Linked DNA regions of Sus scrofa: all the other regions are linked to region 3. Evidence: chromatin contacts called from public Hi-C data. All regions are on one chromosome and are shown on one strand. The core of a region is the stretch at or near the end of the contact, and the rest is flanking DNA. Distances in the headings are between cores, read along the strand shown. Region 1 overlaps SDC2 (syndecan 2). Region 2 has its middle 86 kb from the start of SDC2. Region 3 holds the start of SDC2 (syndecan 2).

Evidence for each region. A called contact is a pair of places that touch in the nucleus more often than the background predicts.
Region 1: a contact with region 3 is called in a Hi-C map of liver, with 5 times the contacts expected there. The contact joins the enhancer-like site here to the promoter of SDC2 in region 3. A contact is called at or near these places in 1 of 5 promoter capture datasets (fetal skeletal muscle), 7 of 47 Hi-C or Micro-C datasets (embryonic fibroblasts, fetal skeletal muscle, heart right ventricle and 3 more) and 2 of 2 datasets of contacts at active chromatin or transcription factors (alveolar macrophages and skeletal muscle).
Region 2: a Hi-C map of liver shows a contact between it and region 3, with 7 times the contacts expected there. The contact joins the enhancer-like site here to the promoter of SDC2 in region 3. A contact is called at or near these places in 1 of 5 promoter capture datasets (liver), 7 of 47 Hi-C or Micro-C datasets (embryonic fibroblasts, liver and skeletal muscle) and 1 of 2 datasets of contacts at active chromatin or transcription factors (alveolar macrophages).

Annotation. Positions count from the first base shown.
Region 1 is chr4:40,020,121-40,024,187 of Sscrofa11.1, reverse strand. All of the region lies in intron 1 of SDC2 (syndecan 2), which reads left to right. Among named protein-coding and RNA genes, the nearest start is that of SDC2, 110 kb to the left of the region's middle. Within about 2 kb of position 1,842, at least 3 of the 83 cell types and tissues checked have an H3K27ac peak or open chromatin away from gene starts, as enhancers often do. A contact at or near this core is called in liver, where this site is marked.
Region 2 is chr4:40,213,668-40,217,768 of Sscrofa11.1, reverse strand. No RefSeq gene overlaps it. Among named protein-coding and RNA genes, the nearest start is that of SDC2, 86 kb to the right of the region's middle. Within about 2 kb of position 2,373, at least 1 of the 83 cell types and tissues checked has an H3K27ac peak or open chromatin away from gene starts, as enhancers often do. A contact at or near this core is called in liver, where this site is marked.
Region 3 is chr4:40,127,876-40,132,566 of Sscrofa11.1, reverse strand. It overlaps SDC2 (syndecan 2), which reads left to right and starts at 3,084. Exons shown (of 5, transcript NM_001315754.1): 1 at 3,084-3,398. The coding sequence starts at 3,339.

The DNA of each region.
Region 1 (4,067 bases), core at 593-3,092, 110 kb after region 3:
CCAGGCACTGAATCAGAATTTTCTCTATTTTTAGTGCAAACACCATAGAGGTTTGGGTTGAATCATTTTGTCAGGATACTAGTTTTCATCATCCTGAAGCTGTAAGGCCTAGATCACCATCTGTTCCCTCTATTTTCTTTCCTTTTCTTTCTTTCTTTCTTTTCTTTCTTTCTTTCTTTCTTTCTTTCTTTCTTTCTTTCTTTCTTTCTTTCTTTCTTTCTTTCTTTCTTTCTCTTTCTTCCTTCCTTCCTTCCTTCCTTTCTTCCTTTCTTCCTTTCTTTCTTCCTTTCTTCCTTTCTTCCTTTCTTCCTTTCTTTCTTTCTTCCTTTCTTCCTTTCTTCCTTCCTTCCTTCCTTCCTTCCTTCCTTCCTTCCTTTCTTTCTTTCTTTCTTTCTTTCAAGGGCCACACCTCCAGCATATGGAAGTTCTCAGGCTAGGGGTCTAATTGGAGTTGCAGCTGCTGGCCTGCACCACAGCCACAGCAATGCGGGATCCAAGCCGCATCTGTGACCTGCACCACAGCTCATGGCAACGCCGGATCCTCAACCCACTGAGTGAGGCCAGGGATCGAACCTGCGTCCTCATGGATCCTAGTCAGGTTGGTTATTGCTGAGCCATGATGGGAACTCTGCTTTCCTGCATTTTCTATCCTTAAGGAGTTTTATTTCCTCTTAGGGATTTTGTATGAAGGAAATTGGTATCACCAGGTCTCTGAGTGGCTTTTTTTGGGTCATGGAGCCTGGGGTTTGGGTAGAGGAAGTGGCAGCAGCTGATACTGGAAATGCGGGTGAAGCGATATGGTAGAAGGATGTCTTTCAAAGCTAAAGAGTTTTTATTTCATCCTATAGGTGACGGAAAGCCAATAAGGGATTTTTGGCAGGGGAGTAATTATAGCCACGTTTAAGAATGTACACACTACTATGTATAGAATGGATAACTGGCAAGGACCTGCTGTATAGACCAGAAGAATCTACTCAGTATTCTGTAATAACCTATATGAGAAAAGAGAATGAATATATATATGTCTGGTTCACTTTGCTGTATTCCTGAAAGCAATACAACATTGTAAGTCAACTATACCCAATGACTTTTTTTTTTTTTTTTTTTTTTTGTCTTTTTGCCTTTTCTAGGGCCGCTCCTGTGGCATATGGAGATTCCTAGGCTAAGGGTCGAATCAGAGCTGGAGCTGCCGGCCTACACCAGAGCCACAGCAACGAGGGATCCGAGCTGCATCTGCCACCTACACCCAGCTCTCGGCAATGTCAGATCCTTAACACACTGAGCTAGGCCAGGGATTGAACCCTCAACCTTGTGATTCCTAGTCGGATTCATTAACCACTGCACCATGACAGGAACTCCCTATACCCAATAACATTTTTTTAAAAAGAAAGGAAAGAAAAAAAAAGAGTGATCCCTCAGCATACAGTAGATTCAAAGACAAAGACTTGAGGGTGGCTTAGCCCTTGTAATAGTCCAGACCCAGCGTGTTGAGGTGGCTGCAGTTTGGGGACCGGAGAAGAAGACGTGGAGTTGGAAACAAATGTGTATCTTGCCTGCCTTCCAGGCATTGTGGGGATAGAAAACTCCCAGCAGGGCGCCTTCTCTTCTGGGAAGAGCGGCCTCCCTTATGGAGCCAATTTAGCACTGTTTCCATGGCTGAATGAGGCATAGAGCAGAAACTGCCTTTCTGGTCTGTAGTCCGTTTTCCTCCTTGTTGTACCGGGTTGCTTTCCACCACTTCCCTTTGCTCTCCTGGATGCGCATCTTGCATCAGCTAAGGGAGAAAGGTCTGAAAGACCAGCTTTGTTTTTCTTGCAGCTTGTACTCTGAGCCCTGTTAGCCAACAGTGTTGGTGCTGCCTCACAGAGATGGCCAGTCCCGGATTAAGCCACCTCCTTAGGAAACCCCCCCATCAGGCAGCACCTCTTCGCTCCAGGCTCTGCCTCTGCATGTTTCTTCTCAGGTCCTTTGTCCAGTGGCTGTGTCTCCTCAAGCCCATTGTTCAGGGTGTGTTGGGGTTTTCTGCTTAGGGAGGCAAGGCACAGTTGACTGGGTGTAGAAGCAGTGGTCCTGAGTCTCCCCTGTTCTTGGCTTTTGAGAGATGCACGTCTTGCCCCCGGCCCCCCAGGAATGTTAGTGCAGAAGTCATTTCTCTCCCCAGGTGTGTCAACTGCAGCCACCCTTTATGCACCGACGGTGGCATCTTCACCAAAGGAATTGTCACGCTTGCAAAGGTGTTTTTTGGTTTCAAAAGAAAGAGATTGGAGATGATCTTGGCGTGTTACCTGCTGCAGAGTGGAAAGGAGCCTGCTTAGTCTTATGACGTTGGACTCTATGGAAGGATGGATATTGGTCATTCCCAAGCTTGGTCCTCCTGATGTCAGAGCAGGAGGTAACTTTTAGTGTGATGTCGTTATTATTTGCACCACTCGGATGATGGGGGAACAAATCCTTGTAGCTGCCTTTGTGCACATGAAACATCCCATCAGCCCCTAGAGCGAGCCCCACAGAGCTGGAGCAGCTGAGAGTGAGCCAGATTCTCTGGAGGCGTCCTGACCCCCAGTCTCGGAGTAATTCAGGCTCCCCAGCTTCCTCCTAAGAAGCCGATTGTCCTGAAAAAGTCAGTTGCCCCTCTAGCCACCGCATGTGGTTGCATGTGAGGTGGCCAGAATTCCTTAGGAAGATGATTTTTTTGCCCAGTCTGCCGGTTGCTGTGACAGACGCCTCAGGCCAACAACCCGGTCACCTCATGAATAGAAATTCAGTTTATGAATAGGCGTCAAAGATCTTCGTGTGGCTCATGCTGCCGTAAACTTTTTTGACCCAAGCCAAGAGGAAAATGAAAGCCATTCAGTGTTAAGAAAAAAGCAAACAGGTTTCTGCTTTTAAGTCTCAAGGTTGCTTAAGTAGGTGCCGTGCCATGTGTGTGTGGGACGGGTGGGACCAATGATCTCCCACCCTTTGGATGGAAAGATCTTAACTGTAGGAGTCCTGGAGGCCTTGTAAAACACGTTACCTCTGCAGCCTGAGTCAAAGGCCAATTTGTTTTAGGAAATTTCAGTCGGAAAATATTTACTGAGTCCCCGTGCACACTGAGAGGGGCAGGGAGCACACCCAGGTCACTGAGGGCCTGCCTTCACCTGCAGAAGAGCAAGAGCAAATAGACCTGAAATGATGAAAAATAAAAGAGGTTGTTTTAAACTGTTCATAGGCTCCAAAATCCAAAATAGTAGTTTGTGGAGTTCCCGTCGTGGCGCAGTGTTAATGAATCTGACTAGGAACCATGAGTTGCAGATTGGATCCCTGGCCTTGCTCAGTGGGTTAAGGATCAAGCTGTGGTGTAGGTCGCAGACGTGGCTCGGATCCCGCATTGCTGTGCTGTGGTGTAGGCCGGTGGCTACAGCTCTGATTTGACCCTTAGCCTGGGAACCTCCATATGCCATGGGAGCGGCCCTAGAAGAGGCAAAAAAAAAAAAAAAAAAAAATAGTGGTTTGTTACAGGGGACAGGTAAGGGCTAGAGAAGTCAGAGCCTGTTTTATAGATAAGATTTGAGAGAAAGCACAAGAGGAGAGGGTCCTATAGCTGAAGTTTACAGAACAGGAGTTCCGTTGTGGCTCAGCAGGTGAAGAACCCGACTGGTATCTGTGAGGACAGGGGTTCAATCCCGGGCCTCGCTCAGTGGGTTAAGGATCTGGTATTGCCGTGAGCTGTGCTATAGGTCGCAGATGCGGCTCAGATCTGGTGTTGCTGTGGCTGTGGTGCAGGCCGGCAGCTGCAGCTCCGACTGGACCCCTAGCCTGGGAGCCTTCATATGCCACGGGTGTGGCCCTAAAAAGCAGAAATTCACAGGGCAAAGTTTAATACCAGCAGGACCACAAAAAGCCCAAGTGGCACTTACTGAGCATCTCCTATACACCAGGTACTGTGATTATAGGGAGTCGGGGTGGCTTGAAGATATATGAGATACAGTCCCCACCCTCAAAGGGGCTGAAAGTCTAGTGGGATCAGTGATGCCAATGGGCTTGGGAATTACAGCCTGGGATGGTGTGAGCCTTAGAGACCCGTA
Region 2 (4,101 bases), core at 1,124-3,623, 86 kb before region 3:
CCTACTCACTGGAATTTATTTGTCATCTCACCAGCACTTTTGCAGGTATTCACAGACCTGGGCAGAGCAAAGAAAAAGGTGGATTCCTGACACCCACCTGTGTTAGAGGAGCGTCATTCAGGCATAAGTCTCAGTGCTGTTGACTGTGAGTTTTATGTGAATGAATCTACAGCATATACCAAGAAAGGGGTCAACAGTACATATCTCTAAGGCTGATCAGTTGCTGAAAATGTGACCAGAGGCTTGTAGGAACCTAATGTTGCACTTCCCCTAGGAACCCTGGTTTCATATTTGCTAATTCCGTGTTTGTGGTGACTTTAGAGAACACCTAACTAACTGCAAATAATGACCATCAACTGTATTTGCTTTTTTACAAGGAGAAAAAGGATCGAATCTCTTTACAGGAATCCTCTGACTGGTGCAAACAAGTGAGTTTATTTGGTATGCAAACAAGGGAGAGAGCCTAGCCCTTGAACTTATGGTCCTCCACTGAGTACACAGAGTTTACAGCATTTTGCTCCGTTGTCCCTGGAATCTTTTCCAGAAAAGTAAAAAAAGCAACAAAGAGTCTTAGTGCTTTCCAGCCTATGATTTTACTGTGGGAAATCTAAACTTGAGTAAAGTAAAAGCCAATTGTTTTAAATACTTAACTCCATTAAAAACATCATGAATAAGTAATTGGATTTTTAAACAACTTACCATGAGAAAAAGAAAATAACTTCTTACATAACCCTCAGATCTGCAAAACTCTAAATTCCAGTTTCTTTATTAAAGATTAAAACACAAAGTAAGTATTAAAATGTAAATTGTGCCGAAGCTCCGTAGAACTCATTAGAAGATTAATAGTGAGCACAACAACTCTTTACTGCTCAGTATATGCAAATGAAAAGGCATCAAAATTTGCTGCTTATAACTTGAATCTTGGATCCATTAATTTTGAATGCATCCCCCCCCGCCCCCCCCCAAAAGGACATAATAAATGAGGGCAATAACTTTAAAAGCAAACAGAAAAATTAAAAATTATAAGCACAGCTACTGCAATAATTCAACCAGATAGTTAAGTGGTGTATGACTTTCCAGGGGCTGCTATAAACACAACTTGGTGGCTGAAAACAACACAAATTTATGCTCTCCCAGTTCTAGAGGAAGTAAGTCCTAAAACCAGTCTCCCTGGACTGAAATAAGGTGTCGGCAGAGCCACACGCCCTCTAGAGGAGAAACTATTTTTTGTCTTTTCCAGCTTCTGGTGGTTGATGGCATTCCTTGGCTTGTGACTTCATTACTTTGTGGTCACATTGCTTTCTCCTCTTCTGTGTGTATTAAATCTCCGTCTTCCTCCTTCTTATAAAATATATGCGATTGCATTTATGGTCCAGCCGGATAATCCAGGATAATCTCCCCATCACAAATTCCTTAACTTTATTATATGTACAAAGTCCTTTTTTTTTTTTTTTCTTTGCCATTTAAGGTGACATTCGCAGGTTCAGGGATTAGGACATAGATATCTTTAGCGACAGGATGTTATTTAACTCACCATGAGTGGTTAAGCCTAATATTAACTATATGTATGCACCAGTGATCTAGCATAAGGAAAAACTCAGAGAGGTGCCTGTGAGAATCCCCACTTCTATTCCTGACCCCCCCTCCCCCTTCTTCATGGTCAGCTGACTCTTTTATAACTGCGAGGATGAGGGGTAACCTGTATCAAGCACCTGCCATGTACCTGCTCCATGTTGTTAAGTTCCCATGATTTACTCCCAAAGAATCCTCACAACTATCCTATGAGCTGGGACCCTGTATTTCCACATAAATTCATGTTAAGAGAGAGGCAGAACCAGGGTTCAAAATGAAGGGTGCCTACCTCCCATAACCTCATCTCTGGTTCATTGGGGGTGCCCCGGACACCCCGGGAAAGAGTTTCACAGGCAGGAGCATGTGCCGTTGCTGCAGGCGTTAGAGAAATCAGCAGCTACAAAACTGGCTTGTGGACTCCAGCTCCACAAGCTCCACATGCAGTAAATAAAACACGGCCCTGAGAGATTAAGACTATCCCTTGAAGTTGCAGGGATAGCATTGCAACTTCAGTTGCCTGAGCATTCCAGCCAACCTTACCTTTCTGAAGACGAATGGAGCAGCTCTAACACACCGACTCCCTTTGATTTTGGATCCTAGCAGCCTGTGAATAGCTATGGATGAGCAGAAGCGCTAACTGAGACTGCAGGGGTTAATGATGTTCACAGAACAGGGGGTACGGAACTGAAGGTTCTTTTATAGTTTATTTTTGTATTGCAGGAGCAGGAGGGACCAGGTAAATGCCTGTTATTGAGAAGACCTGTTATATAAGCCAAACTTGTCCCTCCAATGGATTAAATGACCTGTCAAATGATTTTTTTTCTGAGCCAAACAGTCCACTCACTATCTGGGAACCCACCACCTCCTAACCTGTGCTCTCATTGCTCTTCTGAGTCTCAATTTCCTCCTGCTTTCTGGTCATCCATCTTCACATATTGAGCACTTAGTCTCTGCAAGGCTGGGTGCTGCCCATAAAAAGGTACTTAATTAGGATCCCCCAACAGTGGACTCTGGAGGTAGGGAATGAACAAAGAGAAGGAGCTAGTGGATGCCAACCCTCTTAAACTAGTTAGAAGTATTCACATATTGACTCATGCATTCAACAAATAGTTATTAGACAACTTCTTTGGGCAAGGTAGTAAATAAGTAAAAAATAAAAAGGTATCCAATCCGATCTGAGAGAGAGGGTAGCTAATGCTTCTAGGTCAAATTACAGACTTTGCTTAATCTCAAAGACTGATAGGAATACTCTAGATTCAATTAGAAAAGGGTTTTTCAACATTTTATTTCCACTGTAGAGCAGGTCTATAAAGCTGGGCGTGCGGAGACCAAACAAGGAGTGACAATGGATAAGAGTGGGGAGAAAGGGCCACAACTTGGAGGGGCTTGAAAGCCATGTAAAGATTTCCAGACTTTATCCCAAGGGGCAAAAAAGGTTCTTGAAAATTTTGGGTTTTTGGAGTTCCCATCATGGCGCAGTGGAAATGAATCCCAGTAGGAACCATGAGGCTGCAGGTTCGATCCCTGGCCTCGCTCAGTGGGTTAAGGAGCTGGTGTGACTGTGAGCTGTCGTGTAGGTTGCAGATGCGGCTTGGATCCTGCGTTGCTATGGCTGTGGCACAGGCCGGCAGCTACAGCTCCAATTGGACCCCTGGCCTGGGAACCTCCATATGCTGCAGATGCAGCCCTAAAAAGATGAAAAGACAAAAAAATTTTTTTTGTTTTTGTTTTTTAATAAATAAAATGTTTGTTTTCATTACAAGAAGCACACTGACTCTGTACAGTACCTACCAGCAGAAGTAAAAAGAGTGCATTGTGCATCTTTACTGCAAGTTCACGGTATAAGAATTACTGCCTTTGAAGAACACAATGTATCTACAAAAAGGAAAACAATAAAAAATTTTCAAGTTGATGTAGATTATATCAATATCAATCTTCTGATTGTGATACTGTATAAAAGTCAGCCAAGATTTAACATTGGAAGGAATTAAGTGAAGAATATCATTACCATTTTATTTTTTACAACTTTATGTGAATCTACGAAGAGCTCAATACAAAAGTGTGCTTTTTTTTTTTTTTTCAATGCACACACACACACATAAAGTCAATGAGACTGGGAAGGAAAATATTGATATAGTACCCCAACACAATGAAACCCACTGGTAACTTTTTTTTTTTTTCGTCTTTTGTATTTTTTAGGGCCGCACCTGAGGCATATGGAGGTTTGCAGGCCAGGGGTCTAATTGGAGCTGGAGTTGCTGGCCTACACCACAGCCACAGCCATGCAGGATACGAGCTGCATGTGCGACCTACACCACAGCTCACAGCAACACCGGCTCCTTAACCCAGTGAGAGAGGCCAGGGATCGAACCTGTGTCCTCATGGATGCTAGTCAGATTCATTTCCGCTGAGCCATGACAGGAACTCCTCCCTGGTAACTTCTGGAAGCCAATGAGAACAATTCATCCTGTGGTGCTTTGGAGGTGGCTAAAGGTTCAGCTGTGGGTCTGTAACCTGCCTTTTCTTTGC
Region 3 (4,691 bases), core at 1,835-4,334:
TCTTGGACTTCCCAGCCTCCAGAACTATGAGAAACAAAATTGTTGTTGTTTATAAGCCTCCAAGTCTACGATATTTTTCTTATAGCAGCCCAAACAGACAAAGACAGGGCCTTCACCATTGCCAAGTTTAGCCATGTTTCTAAGGCCAGGAGACATCCCCCACTCCCACTCAGCATGGGTAACTTTTTTGTAGCCAGCTCTTGTGTAAGTGGTTTCACTGTGGTTTTCACACAGTCAGATTATCCTTTTGACTACACCTGTTCAGGCATTTTGAGCACAAGATCATGAACATTTGTTTATCATATTGCTGATATTCTATGACTCTCAAAACAGCACCATGGCCTTGTTGTACATGCTCTCAAGGCTACATGACCATTGTGAAAAATACCAAGTCACCGAGAGTCTCATAAATGTCAAGAGCCTTGGAATATGTCCTCACGTGCACAGATATATTCCTTCAACAGATGCATCTGCTAATTCATTTTTATCACTGTCCACCCCAGCTGAATCAGAGAGCAGTCGCCATGCCTCTCTAGCTGGATGCCTCAATAAACAGCAATAGCTGTGAGAGCCAGCAGAGAAATGCCTTTTCCCCTTTCTTTGGAACTCTAACTTATTTGATGGGTTCTTAACTGTTGGGGAGAAAAGGGGTGTGGCCTTGCCCAAAGCCTGGAGAATAGACTGGGTCTCTAAGAGGCAGAGTGACATTTTATGGCTCTGTGCATTTCTCTCACCATTGCTCCTTGTCCTTTGGAAACTCCTTCAGAAGTCTCCCCATCTCAAGAAATTCTATGACTCACAAATGAATTCTTCCAACCCACAGGTTTGGAGATCCATAGAATTGGGTTTGAAGCTCCCTCCTTAGAAGCTGCTAACTTAGGGTGTGTAGCCTGATCCTCTTTTACAGCAGGGGGGCTGTTAACACACACTCATGGAGGTTATAGGATGACCATGACGCCTGGACTGGAAGTTCTGCAGAAGTGGGAATGGCCATGTCTACCTGTGTTCAACCCACAAAGAATCTATTTTAAAAATATATAGTTCATTCCTCCAAGACCCAAGCCAGACCCACACTGACCCACAGGGGCCAGCTCAGTTTTGGTGGAATCAGAAGCGTCTGATGTTACAATGCTCAGTCCCTTGATATTTTTTTCTTTTCTTCACTTTTCCATTTTTCCATGTTACTTTTTGGCTGCCAATACCTTAGATTTGCCTGTTGGGAGCTTGGTAGTTGGGACTTAAAACCCAAAGAGCTCAATGTCTCAGACTTAGCATTCTCTAAAGTTCTCTCTAGTTCTCTAAATTTCTTTCTCTGAGATTTCTTATGGTGAGAGGTTGCTAAGACATTGTAGTTCGCACTTAGAGTATGACTGTAAATATATATATTTACAGTATATATATATATATATAAATGCTTTTTATTTTTTCCTTTATAGCTGGTTTACAGTGTTCTGTCAATTTTCTACTGTACAGCAAGGTGACCCAGTCACACATGCATATATACATACTCACAATATCCTCCGTAGAGTATGACTGTATATTATTCTAAGTTCAAAAAGTATCAAGGTCTGGTGTCTATATATCTACATCTAGGTTTCTTAAAGGCTCACAACTCTTATGCAGTATAGAGTTTTAGATCAAAGTTTATCCAATAAATATGTATTGTATATCTTTAGGCAACAGGAATGAGAATACAGTGGTGAACAAGACAGAAAAGTCGCTGGTCTCCTGGAGTGGGCATTCTAGGACCAGACTGGCTCTACAATTCATTTACTCCAGAAATTAGAGAGAAAAATAGTGGTAGAAACTGGCAGGGAGTTTGCCATGTCCGGTAGTGCACTAGAGACACAGAACTGAAAAAAAAAAAAAAAAAAAAAAAAAGACTTCACCACAAAATACTTGGGACCAATTACTTCCATTCAGGAAACACATGCTCATCATTTTCTTCAAACTAGAAATTACTTTATCCTGCTTTTCTTTGAAGTTCTCTTCAATCTGTTATTGTTCAGGGTCTCTATCCAATTTCTCATCAAATTGCCCTATTTGTAGCTTCCAAACATTAACACCTCTATGTTGAAATGGAGCCTATAAAATGCCTTCGGGGCTTAAACCATGTGTGAGGCAGAAATGGTATTTAAGCCCTTAATGAAATTATGAGCTTTTAAAGGGTTGCGTTTTGGGTTTATGGGAGCTTTCCTCCAGATTTTTTTTTTGGGGGGGGGGCGTTAGGGTGGGTGGGAAATGCTCAACACACGTTTATTACGTTTATTGTTTTCGCTTTTAAAATACAATTTTCATGAACTAGCGATTTATGAACACTTTACACTGCTTGAAAGCATCTGTAAACTTGGTGTGTGTGTGTGTTTTTTCCAACTCTCAAAGCAGCTTCTTGCTACTGGTCGAATTCCAGCCGGCAGAAAAGCTAAATATGTCTCGTCGCTTCACCGATCTTTCTCCAGAAAAGTGAAAGAGAATAGAAAATAGAGAAGGAGCAAGGGGGAGGCGAGAGGAAAAGGCGAAGGGGTAAGGGGAGAAGGAAGCCAGAAAATAAAGGAGCGCCGGAGCACAGATTGCAGACGAGCAGACCCAGAGCAGCCACAGCGCGGAGCTGCCGGCGGCCACTGGTCCCCCGAGCTGCCAATCGCGGTGTAATCCTGTAGGAATTTCTCCCGGGTTTAGCAGGGAGTCACACAGCCGCCTCCTCTCCCGAGTGGCCCGGAGAAGCCCAGAGAAGCTGGCTGGGGAGGGAGGGAGGGAGCGGGAGGAGAAGAGGAGGTGGAGGAGGAGGACCCTGGGAGGGAGGCGGCGGCGCGGGAGGAGGAGGGGCGCAGCCGCGGAGCCACTAGCCCTGCCGGACGCGCTTCTCTCCAGATACTCCCAGAGCTCCAGCCGCGCGGATCTCGCGCCCCCACCGCTCTGCCCCCAAACTTCAGCTGCAGCTACATTCCAAGCCATCTAATTTATTCCTCAAAAATCAGAAACCGAGCCGCGACACGGGGAAGGAGTCCGCGGAGGAGTAAAACTACAGCAGAGCAAGAAAGGCTCCAGAGAGCTGCCTCCCCGGAGCAACAACTCGGCGTCGGGAGTGTAGGAACCAACAAGTGAGAAGGCGCCGCGTTCCCCCAGCGCAGCCGCGGGCAGCGGGAGCAGGCGCAGGAAGAAGAAGCGAGCGCCCCGGAGTCCCGAGCCCGAACCCCCGAGCCCCCGAGCCGGAGCCGCGGTCGCGGAGGCTGCTCCGCTCCGGATTCTTCGGCGCGGGCTGCGCCGGGCGCTGAGCAAGAGGTTCCGCTTCTCTCTGGTTGCAAGCGGCGGCTGGGAGCAGCCGATCCCCGGGGAATATGCGGCGCGTTTGGATCCTGCTCACCTTGGGCTTGGTGGCCTGCGTGTCGGCGGAGTCGGTGAGTGGGCCAGGAGGGGGACGCGCGCGCCACATAGGGTGTCGAGGCCGAGCGGGGTGCGCAGAGCCCGCGGGGAGTCGGGGAGCGCCACCTGGGGGATGCCCCCCACTCCCAGCTGTGTCAGCTCGGCCCCCGGGGATCTGCTGGGACAAATGCGCTCGCTCCTCCGCCCCTTCCCTCCTCCCTTTCCCGCAGAAAAGCGCCGCTCCCTGGAGTTGCCTGGAGGTCCCCCGGGATCAGCAAGAGAGTACGGCAGTTTTGTCGAACCGCAGAGGCCCCAGAAATCTCTCCCAACTTCTTCGCCCTCGGAGGGTCTTTCTTTATGGCCGGGAAGGACCGATGGGGAAGGGTGGCCGGAGAGAGGATGTCGGGAAAGGGCAGCGTGAGAACTGGTCCCCTCCGCGCGCTCCCGGAGACCCAGGAACGACCTGGAAACTTTGGGGTCCCTTTGTCAGCACACACACACCCCCACGCCAGCTTTCCTACTCCATTGAATGCACGTTCTGGGGAGATGGGGCCCAGCTTTGAGAAACCCGCGAGTGTCCGGAGAGGAAAGTTTGCAAAAGTTCTTTTGTTTGATGTTCCGGGTGGCTGGGGTAAGGGAGCAGACACTGCGTGGATAAGCTACCCGCGGAGGCACAGTCGTCGGTCCCTTGGGGGGTGAGCGGGATGCGCCCCAAAATGCCAGGATGCGGACCCCTGGACTCCAAGTCTTGCAACGACCCGACCTCCTTGAGGGTCGGGGGGCGGCTTGCGGGCCCTAAGGAACAGGAGGGCATTTTGGTAGGGGTTGCGCTCAAGTGCAGCAGCTGGGCGAGGTGAGGTGCCTGAGACACTGAGCTTGGCCTCGGGTCGCCTGGCTGCTCGGAGAACCGGGGCTTCCAGCCCGCCACGCTCGTCCTCGCGGGCCCCGGCTGGGGTGCACCGAGGCTTGGAGGAGTCTCTTCTCCCACGGGCCCGAAAGCGGGCATCTAGCTTCCCTCCCTGGCCTCGGCGGTGGGAACTTGCTTTCTCCCCCTTTGGGTCGCGTTTCGGGGGTTGGAGCTTGTTTCCCTCCGACACCCAATGAGCGCCCTCTAAAGGGAACTGCCTCCTGGGTTTTGATTTGTGCGTGACGGCCCCTACCTGGGCGCTCTGAGCTTTGTCCGGCTGGGTGGAATCCCAGCACCCGGATCACGTCTGCAGCCTCATTGCGGTCTGGGACCTCGGTTAGGGAGTGCAGCTGTTTCTGTCCCTTCTGGTTCCTCATATCTCCTCCTTGTGCCACCAAATAACTTGTCCATTTCTAGTAAT